Linked DNA regions of Sus scrofa: regions 2 and 3 are each linked to region 1. Evidence: chromatin contacts called from public HiChIP or PLAC-seq and promoter capture Hi-C data. All regions are on one chromosome and are shown on one strand. The core of a region is the stretch at or near the end of the contact, and the rest is flanking DNA. Distances in the headings are between cores, read along the strand shown. Region 1 holds the start of PLEKHB2 (pleckstrin homology domain-containing family B member 2). Region 2 holds the start of HS6ST1 (heparan-sulfate 6-O-sulfotransferase 1). Region 3 holds the start of UGGT1 (UDP-glucose:glycoprotein glucosyltransferase 1).

The links. Promoter capture Hi-C pulls out the DNA fragments that hold promoters and counts their contacts. HiChIP or PLAC-seq counts read pairs in DNA pulled down with a chosen protein or histone mark.
Region 2: an H3K27ac HiChIP or PLAC-seq map of alveolar macrophages shows a contact between it and region 1. The contact joins the promoter of HS6ST1 here to the promoter of PLEKHB2 in region 1. A contact is called at or near these places in 1 of 5 promoter capture datasets (fetal skeletal muscle) and 1 of 2 datasets of contacts at active chromatin or transcription factors (alveolar macrophages).
Region 3: a contact with region 1 is called in a promoter capture Hi-C map of fetal skeletal muscle, with 5 times the contacts expected there. The contact joins the promoter of UGGT1 here to the promoter of PLEKHB2 in region 1. A contact is called at or near these places in 1 of 5 promoter capture datasets (fetal skeletal muscle) and 1 of 2 datasets of contacts at active chromatin or transcription factors (alveolar macrophages).

What each region holds. Positions count from the first base shown.
Region 1 is chr15:57,425,167-57,429,645 of Sscrofa11.1, forward strand. PLEKHB2 (pleckstrin homology domain-containing family B member 2) reads left to right here and starts at 3,093. Exons shown (of 8, transcript XM_021076267.1): 1 at 3,093-3,243.
Region 2 is chr15:59,064,414-59,068,629 of Sscrofa11.1, forward strand. HS6ST1 (heparan-sulfate 6-O-sulfotransferase 1) reads left to right here and starts at 2,035. Exons shown (of 2, transcript XM_003133399.6): 1 at 2,035-2,835. The coding sequence starts at 2,309.
Region 3 is chr15:59,262,476-59,266,634 of Sscrofa11.1, forward strand. UGGT1 (UDP-glucose:glycoprotein glucosyltransferase 1) reads right to left here and starts at 2,578. Exons shown (of 40, transcript XM_021075942.1): 1 at 2,328-2,578. The coding sequence starts at 2,385.

The DNA.
Region 1 (4,479 bases), core at 1,843-4,342:
GTGATGCAGAGGGCGGCTTTCAACAATCACACTGGCACCTGAAATCCAGGGACACGTTTTCAGGAGTTTGGCAAGCCATTTGTCAAGCACAGACTCTATTAAAAATTAAATTATAGGACAAACAAAAGGAATATTCAAAATTGATTCCTTCCTTCCTAATTACTATCTTGTTCCCTGTGCCCTGAGGCTCTGGGGCAGCTTTGGGACCTGCTCAGTGGAACTGAGGACCAGCACTAGGTTTCGAGCTTGCTTCCCGCCTCCCCCTGGACCCTGAAATCTGCTAGGGCAGGAATGCAACTCATCAGATAATACTAATCAGGGCTTAATTTATTGTTTCTTTAGTTTTATAGACTTATGAATATGATGATAAAATATTAATAATGCAGATTAAAATTTAAAAGGGGCGGTGTCTGTGTCATATTATAAATAGCACAAAAACATTTAGAAAACATTCTTCTAATATTCAAAAATTATTACTGTCCTATACAGCAAAGAAGTCATTCATGTCTAATAAGGTTATTTCACTTTGATCTTACTAGGTAACATAAAGGGAAATAGCAACTCAGAGTACTCTGAGACTTGAGAATAATAAATTGTACAAGTTTGTGGTAGCTCAGTATGAAGCAGTAGATAATCAGAGCAGCCCTCTCTTGAACAGCAGCAACTACCCAGCTCAGGTCATGAAATCGATCTTGTCACTCATTGCCTGTATTTTAAAAAATGAACTAAAAGGAGTTCCCATTGTGGCACAGTGGAAACAAATCAGATTGGTAACCATGACGTTGCGTGTTTAATCCCTGGCCTCACACAGTGGGTTAAGGATCCAACATTGCTGTGAGCTGTGGTGTAGGTCACAGATTTGGCTAGGATCCTGCATTGCTGTGGCTGTGGGGTAGGCTGGTGCCTGTGGCTCTGACTCAGCCCCTAGCCTGGGAACCTCCCTATGTGATGGGTGTGGCCCTTAAAAGCAAAATGAAAAATAAAAAATAAAATAAAATTAAAAATGAGCTAGACTGGAAAATAAAAATGCAGAGTGTGTGGCACCAGAGTAAGGTAAATATTGTTTTGTAAAACATTTTTCATATAAAATCTTTGACACGTGTGTTATGTACTGTATTACAAAGCAAATTTATTATTTTACTTCAAACAGTTTGAAAAAGTCAAACAGTTTGAAAATACTGCTTTAGAGTTCCCGTCGTGGCGCAGTGGTTAACGAATCTGACTAGGAACCATGAGGTTGTGGGTTTGGTCCCTGCCCTTGCTCAGATGATTAACGATCCGGCTTTGCCCTGAGCTGTGGTGTAGGTTGCAGACGTGGCTCTGGCGTAGGCTGGCGGCTACAGCTCCGATTCGACCCCTAGCCTGGGAACCTCCATATGCCGAGGGAGCGGCCCTAGAAAAGGTAAAAAGACCAAAAAAAAAAAAAAAAAAAAAAAAAAAAAAAGCTGCTTTAAGGCACTTACATAAAGTAGAATTGTTTAGTCATAGGGTACCTGCACCTTAAAACTTACTAGGTAGTGCTGAGTTGTTCTTCAAAGTGTTTGAAACAAGCTACACTACCTATCCCCAGTAAGAAATGAGCTCTGGTGGTTTTACTTTTTTGTCATATTTAAGATGAACTTCTACATTTTTGCCACAGATAGGTATGAAATTGTATCTCAGCATTTTTTTAAAGTATAGTTGATATATAACACTATCAGTTTCAGGTGTGTTGCAAAGTAATTTAGATGTATGTATATGTATTATATATATAATTTTCAGATTATTTTCCATTATAGCTTACTATGAGATATTGAGTCTTACTCCCTGTGTTATACAGTAAATCCTATTCCTTCTCTATTTTATATATAGTAGTGTGTTCAGGATTTTTTTTTTTTCTTTTTACTGCTGCACCTGCAGCATATGGAAGTTCCTGGGCTAGGGTGTCAAATAGGAACTGCAGCTGAGACCTATACCACAGCCACAGCAACACTGGATCCAAGCCACATTTGCAGCCTATACCGCAGCTTGCAGCAACAGTAACAGCCAGATTCTTAGCCTACTGATAGAGGCTAGGGATCTAACTCCTATCCTCACAAAGACTATGTCAGATTCTTAATCTGCTGAACCACAACGGGAACTCCTAGTCAGGAGTGGTTTTTCTTTCTTTTTTTCTTTTTTTTTTTTTTTTTTTTTTTGTCTTTTTGTGTTTAGGACTACACTTGCGGCATATGGAGGTTCCCAGTCTAGGGCTCCAATCAGAGCTGTAGCCACCGGCCTATACCACAGCCACAGGAACGCAGGATCCAAGCCCTGTCCGCGACCTACACCATAGCTCACGACAATGCCAGATCCTTAACCCACTGAGCAAGGCCAGGGATGGAACCCACAACCTCATGGTTCCTAGTTGGATTCGTTAACCACTGAGCCACGACAGGAACTCCAGGAGTGTTTTAATTTCCATTTCTTAAATATCTGATGTACATCCTTGTAAACAATTTTTGGCTGGAGTTCCTGTTTATTATAGAATAGCGGCCTCAAATAATTACTGGTTTAAAGAGTATTAACTATTTTACATAACTTTGTAAGCCAATTATATGCCAATAAAATTAAAAAAAAGTAAGGAGGAGTTCCCGTCATGGCTCAGTGGTTAACAAATCTGACTAGGAACCATGAGGTTGCTGGTTCGATTCCTGGCCTTGCTCAGTGGGTTAAGGATCTGGCGTTGCCGTCAACTGTGGTGTAGGTTGCAGACAAGGCTCGGGTCCCACGTCGCTGTGGCTCTGGCATAGGCCAGCGGCTACAGCTCCGATTAGACCCCTAGCCTGGGAACCTCTATATGTCGCGGGACTGGCCCAAGAAGTGGAAAAAAGAAAAAAAAAAAAAAAAGAACTATTTTAAAACTCTCGATATTATCAAATTTTACTCCAGGATTGCATCAATTTACAGTTGCACAAGCAAGTTTATGACAGTCACAGTGCTTTCCCCGCCGCAGTTTTTGAGTCACTAGTTCCTCAAAGAAACCCTGCTCGCCTCCTCTTATTGGAAGGTGGTATCTACAAGCACCTTCAGGGTTTACAGCGCCTTTCTAGCTGAAACTTAAGCCCGCCCCGCCCCGTGCGTGCCGTGCGCATGCGCGCCAAGGAGGCGTGACGTCGGACGGCGACCTGGACGCTGGCGTCAGGCAGTTGAGCCGAGGAGCCAGGCAGTGTCCTTGTGCTCCCTTCCTTCTCTGGTACCGGGCCGCGGCCGGAGGCTTTGCAGGTGAATGTTCCTGTTGTTCCCATCCGGACCGGAAGACGCGGACCCCCCCACAGGCCGGGCCTACCCACTCTGCGCCCCTCTAAGGGAACCTCAGGCCCGCCCCCCCTTCCCTACCCCGCCGGCGGTCCCTCCGGAGCCTCCCTCAGGAGACGCCGTCCGTGCACCCCCCACTCCCCGACCCGAGTGCCTCTCCTTCTTTCTCTCCTCTTCTATGCTCCTCCTTTTTCTCTCTGTCCTGTCTTTCCCCCTCCCTTCTCCCCTCTGAAGTCTCGCTGGAGCCTCTCCTAGACCTGCCGCCTGTGCCCTCTCCCGAGCGGACTCATCTTTTCCCCCAGCCTGTTCCTCCGGAGCCTCACCTAGAGCTGCTCGCCCGCACCCTCTCCGGAGCGGACCCTCCCCTCCCCGGTCCTTCGGAGACTCGCCTAGAGCCGTCTGCTTGCCACCCCTTCCCAGCGGACTCCCTTTACCCTTCCTTCTAGTTCCTCCTGAACCTCCCCTAGAGCCATCCGTCTGAGGGCCCTCCAGAGCGGACCCCCCCCCCCGCGCAGTCTTGCTGCTCTCCCAGAGGGTGCTTCCCGCTGGCCAGCAGTCTTTCTGCCCGCTAAGCGCGGGTCTCCGCCCCTGCGGTCTCTGGTTTGGGGGATTTGGGCTCTTTTTGTTTTCCTTCTTGCCGGGAGGTCGCATCCTTAAGGAGTCCGGACTGGCCTTGAAGCTTTGTGTTCGCGGGTGGGGCCTGCCTCAGCGTCGTTTCTCCTACCCTCGGGTTTGCAGTGTTTTTTGTAGTTGCTTGGTTTTGTATTGTATTTTTTTTTTCTCTCACGTTTGATCCTCTGACCTAACCACACTGGGAGCCACAGAAGTTAGGGGTTTTCATTTCGCGTCAGAATAGTGTTTTTTGTTCGTTTTTAACTCAAAAGTAGAGAAATTTACATAGAAGACGCTTCATAAGTGACCCAATAGTAAACTTCCAGGTTTTCAGGGTGAGTGAGAGAAAAGAATGAGGTGGGGCGGTCATAGTGTCAAAAAAAAAAAAAAAAAAATAGATGGGAACGTGGTTAATTCCAAATGCCATTGACTCGTGAGAAACTTTCACATTTCTAGTGCCTTCACTGACTAGGACCGAGTGGAGCCACTGCGAGAGGGAGAGACGCTTTTGCCTAAAGGAAGGGACGTCTAGATAGTTCTGTTTGTTTGTTTTTTAAGGAAACCAGTGCCGGGGCAGGAAGTGACTTGTCT
Region 2 (4,216 bases), core at 785-3,284, 1.6 Mb after region 1:
AAAAAAAAAAAAAAAAAAAAAAAAAAATGGGTGTCAGACTCTACTCTGGAGACTCACTGATGGGATCAGAAATGACACATCTGCAGTGAATGGTGCCCCATATCTCTGGATATAGAACACCCCTCAGTTATGGGAGTTCCTCTTGTGGTCTAGTAGAAATGAATTAGACTAGTATACACAAGGACGAGGGTTCGATCCCTGGCCTCACTCAGTGGGTTAAGGATCTGGCATTGCTGTGGCTGTGGCGTGGGCCAGCAGCTGCTTCTCTGATTTGACCTCTAGCCTGGGAACTTCCATATGCTGTGGGTGCGGCCTAAAGAGACCAAAAAAAAAAAAAAAAATGTCAGTTATGATTCAACACTTGGTAGAGGATTGTCCTCTGGGGAAGGACGCCCACTGAGTTGACCCAGGGCAGCTGTGCCCTCCAGGCTTGAGCTGCTGCCTGCTGGGCGGTGAAGGAAGACTTCTCCGGCCAAAACAAGGTCAAGTGACAACAGACAGAAGCAGGTGACTCCAGGCTCGCCACTGTGCCAGCCCAGCCCCCACTCCTGACAAGAATGAGTCCTTGCTGGAGAAGTCTGACCCAACCACCCACAAGGCTTCCTGGGCCAGGTACAACTTTAAAGCAGTCACAGGATGGGAGGGGACTTTGGGGCCCCAGGTCACACCAGGGACTGGTCACCCCACCCCACCCACCTGCAACAGGCCCTTGGTCACTGTGTATTGTGCTCAGTGGGTATGCCTTCAGCCACTTCTGACAATTGCATGCTCCCTCCTGAGTTGGATTTTGGGGTGTCATTGGTTGTTTTTCCAGTTCTCCAGGTTTGCTTCCAGAAGAGATTTCTGGTGTGATTCAATATATTTTCAAGAGCTTTACTGAAATATAATGGACACAATAAAACCTCACAACCCCTTCTCCCCCATGCTTTCAGGACCTACAACAGAATGGAAACCACTGGGAGCCCCAAAAAGGGGGTGATGTGGGCATCTGATCCCAGGCCAGGCAGCCCAGGTTCGATGGAGACCACTTGGCCTGAGTTCAAAAACAAGGGACCAGCCCAGAGACCCAGGGGCGCTGAGAGTCTCAGCAGGTCATTTTATATCCCGACCCACCTCCTGTTCTGTGCAATTCCTGGCAGTGTGGGTTCCAGAGGTTCTGGCCCAGGGCCCAAGATGGAAGGAGGTGGAGGGCAAGCTGGGCTAAAGCAGACAGGGACATTCGGTCCCAAAGCGGACGGGACAGGGCGCCAGATCCACTGACCCACCTTCCAAAGCCAGAGGTTGGGGTGTTCTTGTGGACCCTCACAATTTTAAATATTGGCTCAACTTTTTCTAACTTCTTCCTTGGGATCTGAATAAACCTGGAGGGAAAAAATGCACATTGGTTAAAAGCCCTTTGAAAGAATGAGGGACTGCATAAAGCTCCCAAAGCTTCCGCGGACCCTTCGGCATCTCTCCAAGAGGGCCTCTGGGTCATTGTCCCACAGCCACGGTGGGGGGAGGGGGAAGAGAGTCTGACCACTGCCCTTAGACCCAGGCCCCCTACCGTCCCTTTTTCTCCTAGACCGCTCCCCCAGCCTCACATCCCATCAAATCTATTCCCCCCCCCCCCCCCCGCTTTTGGAACTTCAGAACATCCAGTGTGCAAAGTCAAGGTTTTCCCTCCACTGAAGCAGGGACAGGGACCCAGGCCCCAAAGCACCGGCCGCCACGGGGCCCCCTCCAGCCCAGAAGGTCAGTGCGCGCCCGCTACACGTTTCCCCAGCCGTTCTCCACGCCTCTGTGAACGGAAAGACAGACCCCGCTGCCCGCCTCGGAGCTGCCTAGCCGAGGCCGGAGACCCGCGTCGCGGAAGCTGGGTGCCGGCCTGCAGCTCTGAGCTCTGGGGGCGGGGCCCAGGTTCGCGCGGGCGGCGACGGCAAGAGGAGCGGCGGGGGCGGGCCGGGGGCGGGCAGGGGCGGGGCGGCGGCGGACTGCGGAGACGCGGCGGCGCGCTGGGCGGCGCAGAGCGTTCTCGGCGCGGCGCGGCGCGGAGCGGAGTGGCCGGCGCGGGGCCGCGGGGGGCGCGGGCCGGGGCCGGGCCGGAGCCGAGCCGGAGCCAAACTGGGGTCGGACTGGGGATCGGGGGCCGGGTGGAGAACAGCCATGGCGCCACGCAGGGCCGCGGCCCGCGCCGCTGCGGGCGGCCTGGGCGCCGAGTAGCCGGGCCGGGCCGGAGCGCGGGCGGCGGCGGCAGAGGCAACTGCTCCCGCGCCCCCCGCCCTCCAGGCCCCGCGCCCCGCGCCCGGGCTGCCGGCAATGGTGACACATGCGGCGGCGGCGCGCTGGCAGCAGGACCATGGTTGAGCGCGCCAGCAAGTTCGTGCTGGTCGTGGCGGGCTCGGCGTGCTTCATGCTCATCCTCTACCAGTACGCGGGCCCGGGGCTGAGCCTGGGCGCGCCCGGCGGCCGCGCGCCGCCCGACGACCTGGACCTCTTCCCCACGCCCGACCCGCACTACGAGAAGAAGTACTACTTCCCGGTGCGCGAGCTGGAGCGCTCGCTGCACTTCGACATGAAGGGCGACGACGTGATAGTCTTCTTGCACATCCAGAAAACGGGCGGCACCACCTTCGGCCGTCACCTCGTGCAGAACGTGCGCCTCGAGGTGCCCTGCGACTGCCGGCCCGGCCAGAAGAAGTGCACCTGCTACCGGCCCAACCGCCGCGAGACCTGGCTCTTCTCCCGCTTCTCCACGGGCTGGAGCTGCGGACTGCACGCCGACTGGACCGAGCTCACCAACTGCGTGCCCGGCGTGCTGGACCGCCGCGACCCCGCCGCGCTGCGCACGCCCAGGTGAGCGCCTGCCACCGATCCCGCCGTCGGGCCAGGGCGGCGGAGTGCCAGCTGGCGGCCGGGCCCGGACCCCCGCCGGGCGGTCCTGGGCCGGCCCTTCCCACCGTGCCCCTCTCTCCTGCCCTCTCGGGGGCCCCCATTCGCCGCAGCCCCTCTGGACCCCTTCCTGACCTCGAGGTGCCCCAGTTGGTCTGCTGCGGCCCGTTGTGGTCCCTGCGCTCTGATTCCGCTCTCACCTCCTCCTCCGTGCCTCTTTACTTTTCCCCACCGCTCGCAGAGCTGCACAGCGCCCGGGCTTCCCGGGGCCCCCGCCCCAAGACCGCGCTGGCAGTCCAGGCTGGCCTATCCTCGGATGGGAACACGCGTTCCTCTGTGTGTGAAGGCCACCTGGTGTGCCACCCTCACTGTTCCGCTCCAGTCCACATCGGAAGTGAGAGAAGTGAAGCGCCCCCCTTCCACGCCCCCCCCCCAGCCAGTCTATCTTGAGAGGGCTGGGGAGGAGCTGCCAGAGGAGGGGGTTGGCTCAGCCTTGCCCAAGTGGCAGGTAGAACAAAGGCCCTAGTGTCACCTGGGGCTGGGGGCGGGGAGGAGGCAGGACTGCCTGCCCCTAAGAGGTGGGCCAAAACGAGGGCAAAGAGGAGCAGAAGCAGGCCAGCAGCAGGCTGTGGGGAGCTGAGCTGGCCAGGGGCACCTGTGCAGCCAGACGCCTTCGCTGGGGGCCCCCACTGCTGTGAAGATTGATCTGGGGGGCGGGGAGCTCTTTTGGGAAGCACTTTGTATGCAGAAAGACCCTCCTCTCTCCCCAGGATACTGGATTTCCAAGGGTTAAAGTTGGGGTTCTTTTTCTTCTGTTTGTGATGGTGCCCTATGGGGTCTTTTCCCCAGGACGTTGGGGCTGGGAAGGGCCAGGAGGAAGGTCTTCTTGCCTGCCTTTTGTTTCTCTTCCACATTTGTCTTAAGACCGAGTTCTCTCTCGGCCAGCCTGGCCATTGGGGAGCTGTGTTCCTCAGCTTTCCTAGCTTGCAGGTGCAGATCTTGGTCCATTTGGAGAATGAAGGTTTGGTATCCAGCCAGCTTGGAACTGTCCTTGCTCAGCCTTCAGTCCTTCCCTCATGGTCTTTCCCAGACTGTCAGCCACTGGGGCCCTAGAGCTGGGGGGAGGGTGTGGCTCACCACTTTCCCTTGGCTGTCCCCCCCACTAGCAGCAGCTCCCAGCCTGAGGGGTAATGTTTTGGTCCCTTAAGGCTATGTCGGTTCTCAGTCTGCCCATCTAGGCCCTTGAAGCCTTGCTTCCTGCCCAGCATTTGGGCTGCACCACGTAGATGTACTTTCCTGGCCTTGTACCAACCCTCACCCCACTACTCCCCAGAGTCCAACACTC
Region 3 (4,159 bases), core at 1,328-3,827, 1.8 Mb after region 1:
TACAGCCATGCTTGGAACCCACATTTGCCTGTTTTCCAAAGTTCTCCAATGGCATGCTATCTGCCCTGGTTCTCCGGCTTTAAGAAGGAGTGAGAATTCATCCTGTGGAGACCCAGACATAGCAAAGGGCTTTATTATGAGACCCAAGGTAAGTCCAAGGATTTTCTACAGGCAGAGTCCTTCAGACTCAGGTGGGTGAGAGAGCTAGAGTTTCAATCTTAACACTAACAGTGTGGGTCTGAAGTTGGGACTAAACCAAATCTAGCAACCACTGACAGATCCACACTTGGGCTGGCTTTGGGGACCAAATGTGATCTCCTCCAGAGCAGAGAGTTCTGTCTGCCACAGTCACATGCCTAGCAAAATGCCTGGAACACAGGAGGCACTGAAAATAAAATCAACACAGACTGTTCATTAAGGGATGAGTGAAAGCCAGTGGAAGGTGGCACCACAAGCAAAGATGCTACCGAAAACCTAGGACTTAAAAAGAGTGAAAATGAAAACAATAAGCACCATGACTCACCCAGAGATCCCCTCGCTCTGTCTTAAAGAGACAGAAAGTTCTTCGGACACAGCATAGCACCATTAGAGATGGGAAAGGGAAGAAAGCTATACATTGAAGAAGAATTTTCCCATCCAGACCCCACATCCTTGACACCACAGATAACACCAGAAGAAAAGGCTGTCCAGAGGAGCAGAAGGTAAGAACCTCACCGAGGGGCCTTTTGTTTGAGGATACCTTCCTTTTAAAAGACCCCTTATCAACCTGACCCTAGTGGTCCTGACTAAAGGTTGCTTATAAAAAGGAATAGTCTAGGAAATGACAGCTGTCAGAATCTGCAATGTGGCACTGCATAATCATAGGCATAATGCTTATGCCATGATGGACAAATTAAAAAGTCTTCAATAAGTTCTGGGCCCAAATGTATCATCTGCAAGATTGAGTGTGTGGCCCAGTTTCTTTAGTTTAAATTAAAGATACTATCCCATGTTCATTTATCTACAGTAAGATATCAGAAATACTTATCAAAGTTATATTATGGCAAATGTTTTTCACTTTTGGAAAACAGAAGAGGCATAAGATTCTAATCAGTACCAATCTTTTTTCTCCATTTTTAAGTTGAAGAAAATAGCTACCAAATGCTTTAAAATAAAATTTTAAAAAAACCACTTGCACCCTCCAAGTAAAAAAACAGCCATCTGAGTTTCAACATGTATGACAAGAGCGAGGGAAAATATTAGGAAGTACTCACTCTTGAGAAATAAACTTACTTCTGAAATAATTAAACTTAATATACATTTATACCTTTTAGCAAAACTCATTTGCCCTGAACCAAAAACACCTAATTTCCAATTAAAAAGAGATATTGTATATCTGATATGAAAACGACCACCAGTAACTGGAGAAAAAGTCTAATAGAATTTTCTCCAGTTTATTTCCCTCAAGTTAAACATGCATTGTGAAGACGCCATGGTACTGTACAAAGCAATGTTTATTTCCTTTAATAAAAATGAGTTTCAGCTAAGTTCATCAAAAGCAAGTCAAATGGAAAGGCTATAATTATCCCAAATTTTGTAGTGTTGTCATATAGCTATTTAAAATGTCTTCAAACATCACACTACAATTGGACAGCCAAGCGCATGATGAATTTTTCCAAAATAGTGTAGCACAGGAAGGCATAAGACCCCACGACCTCCAATGAACAAAATATGCTAGTTCTCAAATCTGGCAAGAAATGCAAAACAATCTAGAGTTTCTGGCCAAAGAACATGAACAGTTCACACCCATAACTTATTGGCGATGTACGCAGATCTTACTCCTCTGGCAGGTCCCACACTAAAAGTGAAACCGGATCATCCAATTTCCAGCCAACGGATCCTCGTATTAAATGAAAACGGCAACCTATATTCAGCACCTGAATTCATTTTAGGGAAAAGAGAAATCTATAAAAAGTTCCGTTCGTTCTCCTATCGGGGTCCTGCAAACTGCTGGTTCTCAACCTACTTAGGGTCAGGCTTAATCTAAATGCATGTCAGGGCACTTCCCCCACCTGCGTCTGCACTTGAGCACATGGGTCTCCAAGCTCTTCTATGAAGGCTCAAAGGGGTAGAGAGAGCCTGCGGCTACCCTCGCACAAACGATACCTTGCCCAGAAGACACTGAGGGATAACTCGGGTCACTCGCATTGAGGGGGGAAGGTTGGGACACGGGAGGGGAAACTGAGTCAGGGAAGAAACGGAAGCGCAAGGTGACCGGGACACGGAATCGCCTCGTGCCCCAGACCCTCTCCTGACCGCGAGACCGTCCCACGCCACCCAAGGGGTACCTGTCACCGGCCGCGCAGCGGCGGCACACGCGCCGCCCGCAGCCCCTTTCCAGCCCATGCCGGGGCCGCGCTCCGTCTGCGACGGCACCTGGGACAAGGCCGGAGCAGGGTGGAGCGGGGTGGGGCGGGGCAGCTGCGGAGAGGGCAGCAGCTGCGCCAGTGAGCGGCCGACACGCGCCTTTCCCGCGGCTCGGCTCACAAGCCGGCCTCGCAAAGCTAAAGACCAGCAGCCGACCGCCCTTTACTTCCGCTTCCTACTGGCTGGAGTCGGAGGACTTCCGGCTACTGAGTCACGGCGGGGACCGCCCAGAGCGTCGCGCGGCCGCCATCTTACATCCGAGAAGGCCACGCCTCTTTTGTAGCTTCCAGCTGTTTAGTATAGCCACGGAGGCTCGGGTCTGCAAGTCCTGGGGCGTTGTTTAGGCAGGCAGCTAAGACCCAAAAGCTTCACCACGTGGTGCGACCGGAAAGGGGTTTCATACTTTTTGCAGATTGGGACTCGGAGGAGCTTCAAAGTCTACTTCCTTAAACCCTTTATTAAAAAAGCTGTTGCACAGTAAAGGACAAAGTGACAATGTTTTTGAGCATCTTCGACTTTATTTTAAACCTTAGATTTCGATAGCTTTCGTTCCAGGGAGCAAGGGAAAGGAAGATTTTTTTAAATTTTATGAAACGATTTAGCTTATTTTATACGGTCAGTGGCAACTTAATCTGCAATGATTACTTTGTCCTTTGCTTCTTTTTTTTTTTTTTTTTTGAAAATATAAATCTGTGTAAAATTGTTTTAGCATATGTGACATTGGGCAGATCATTTTAGCCGCCAGATATGAATACATCTTTGGAGGGTATTTTTTAACTAATAAAGTGAACTAGAAACCAAAAGTACATTAAAAAGTAATTTAAGAAAGTGTACAATTTTAACTGACTCGATTGTGGCGTACAGTCCTTCCCTTGAGAATGCCAGACAGAACAAGGACTAAAACACCCCCCTCAATTTGTACTGTGCTTAAGAACCTCTAGCTGACTGTTGGGTTTTCAGTTCCTTGCTGGAATAAAAGGAGTGCAGATAATTTTAAGAACTGGAAATGACCATTTTAAGTTTATTTCTTGAGGGAGATTTTGTGTTAGTGGCTGTCCATTGTGTGTTTTTTGCCCCTTTTCATGTGATGCTTTCCACAAAAAAAGAGAATTGTTTTCTTTCTTTTTTTTTTTTTTTTTTTTGTCTTTTAGGGCTGCACCAGCGGCATATGGAAGTTCCCAGGCTAGGAGCTGTGGCCTCCAGCCTTCACCAGACCACAGCAACTTGGGATCTGAGCCACGTTTGTGACCTACACCACAGCTCATAATAATGCCAGATCCGTAACCCACTGACCAAGGCCAGGGGTGGAACCCTTGTCCTCATGGATGCTAGTTGGGTTCATCAACCACTGAGCCACGATGGGAACTCCCAAGAATTGTTTTCTAATTCACCACTTTACAGAGCTTTTCACTCTCTGTTTTAACTTGGTCTTCTGCTATTGATGTATAAACACCACCAACCTTTGCTTAGTTAATAAGTGATAGTACAGAATTTCTAAGAAAGTTGAGTTTCTGTTTCGCTAAATTTTTCTCAGAAAGTTCAGTGCAATTTTATTTCACCAAAAAACAGATTTTTTAAAATTGTTTTAACTTTTTGAGATAATTACAGATTCACAAGAAGTTGCAGAGATAGTACAGTGAAGTCCCATGCACCATTCACCAAGTGCTCCTAGCAGTTACATCTCAAAGAACTATAGTACAGTATCAAAACCAGAAATCTGAGATTTGTACAATGTGTTTGTATAATTTTGTCA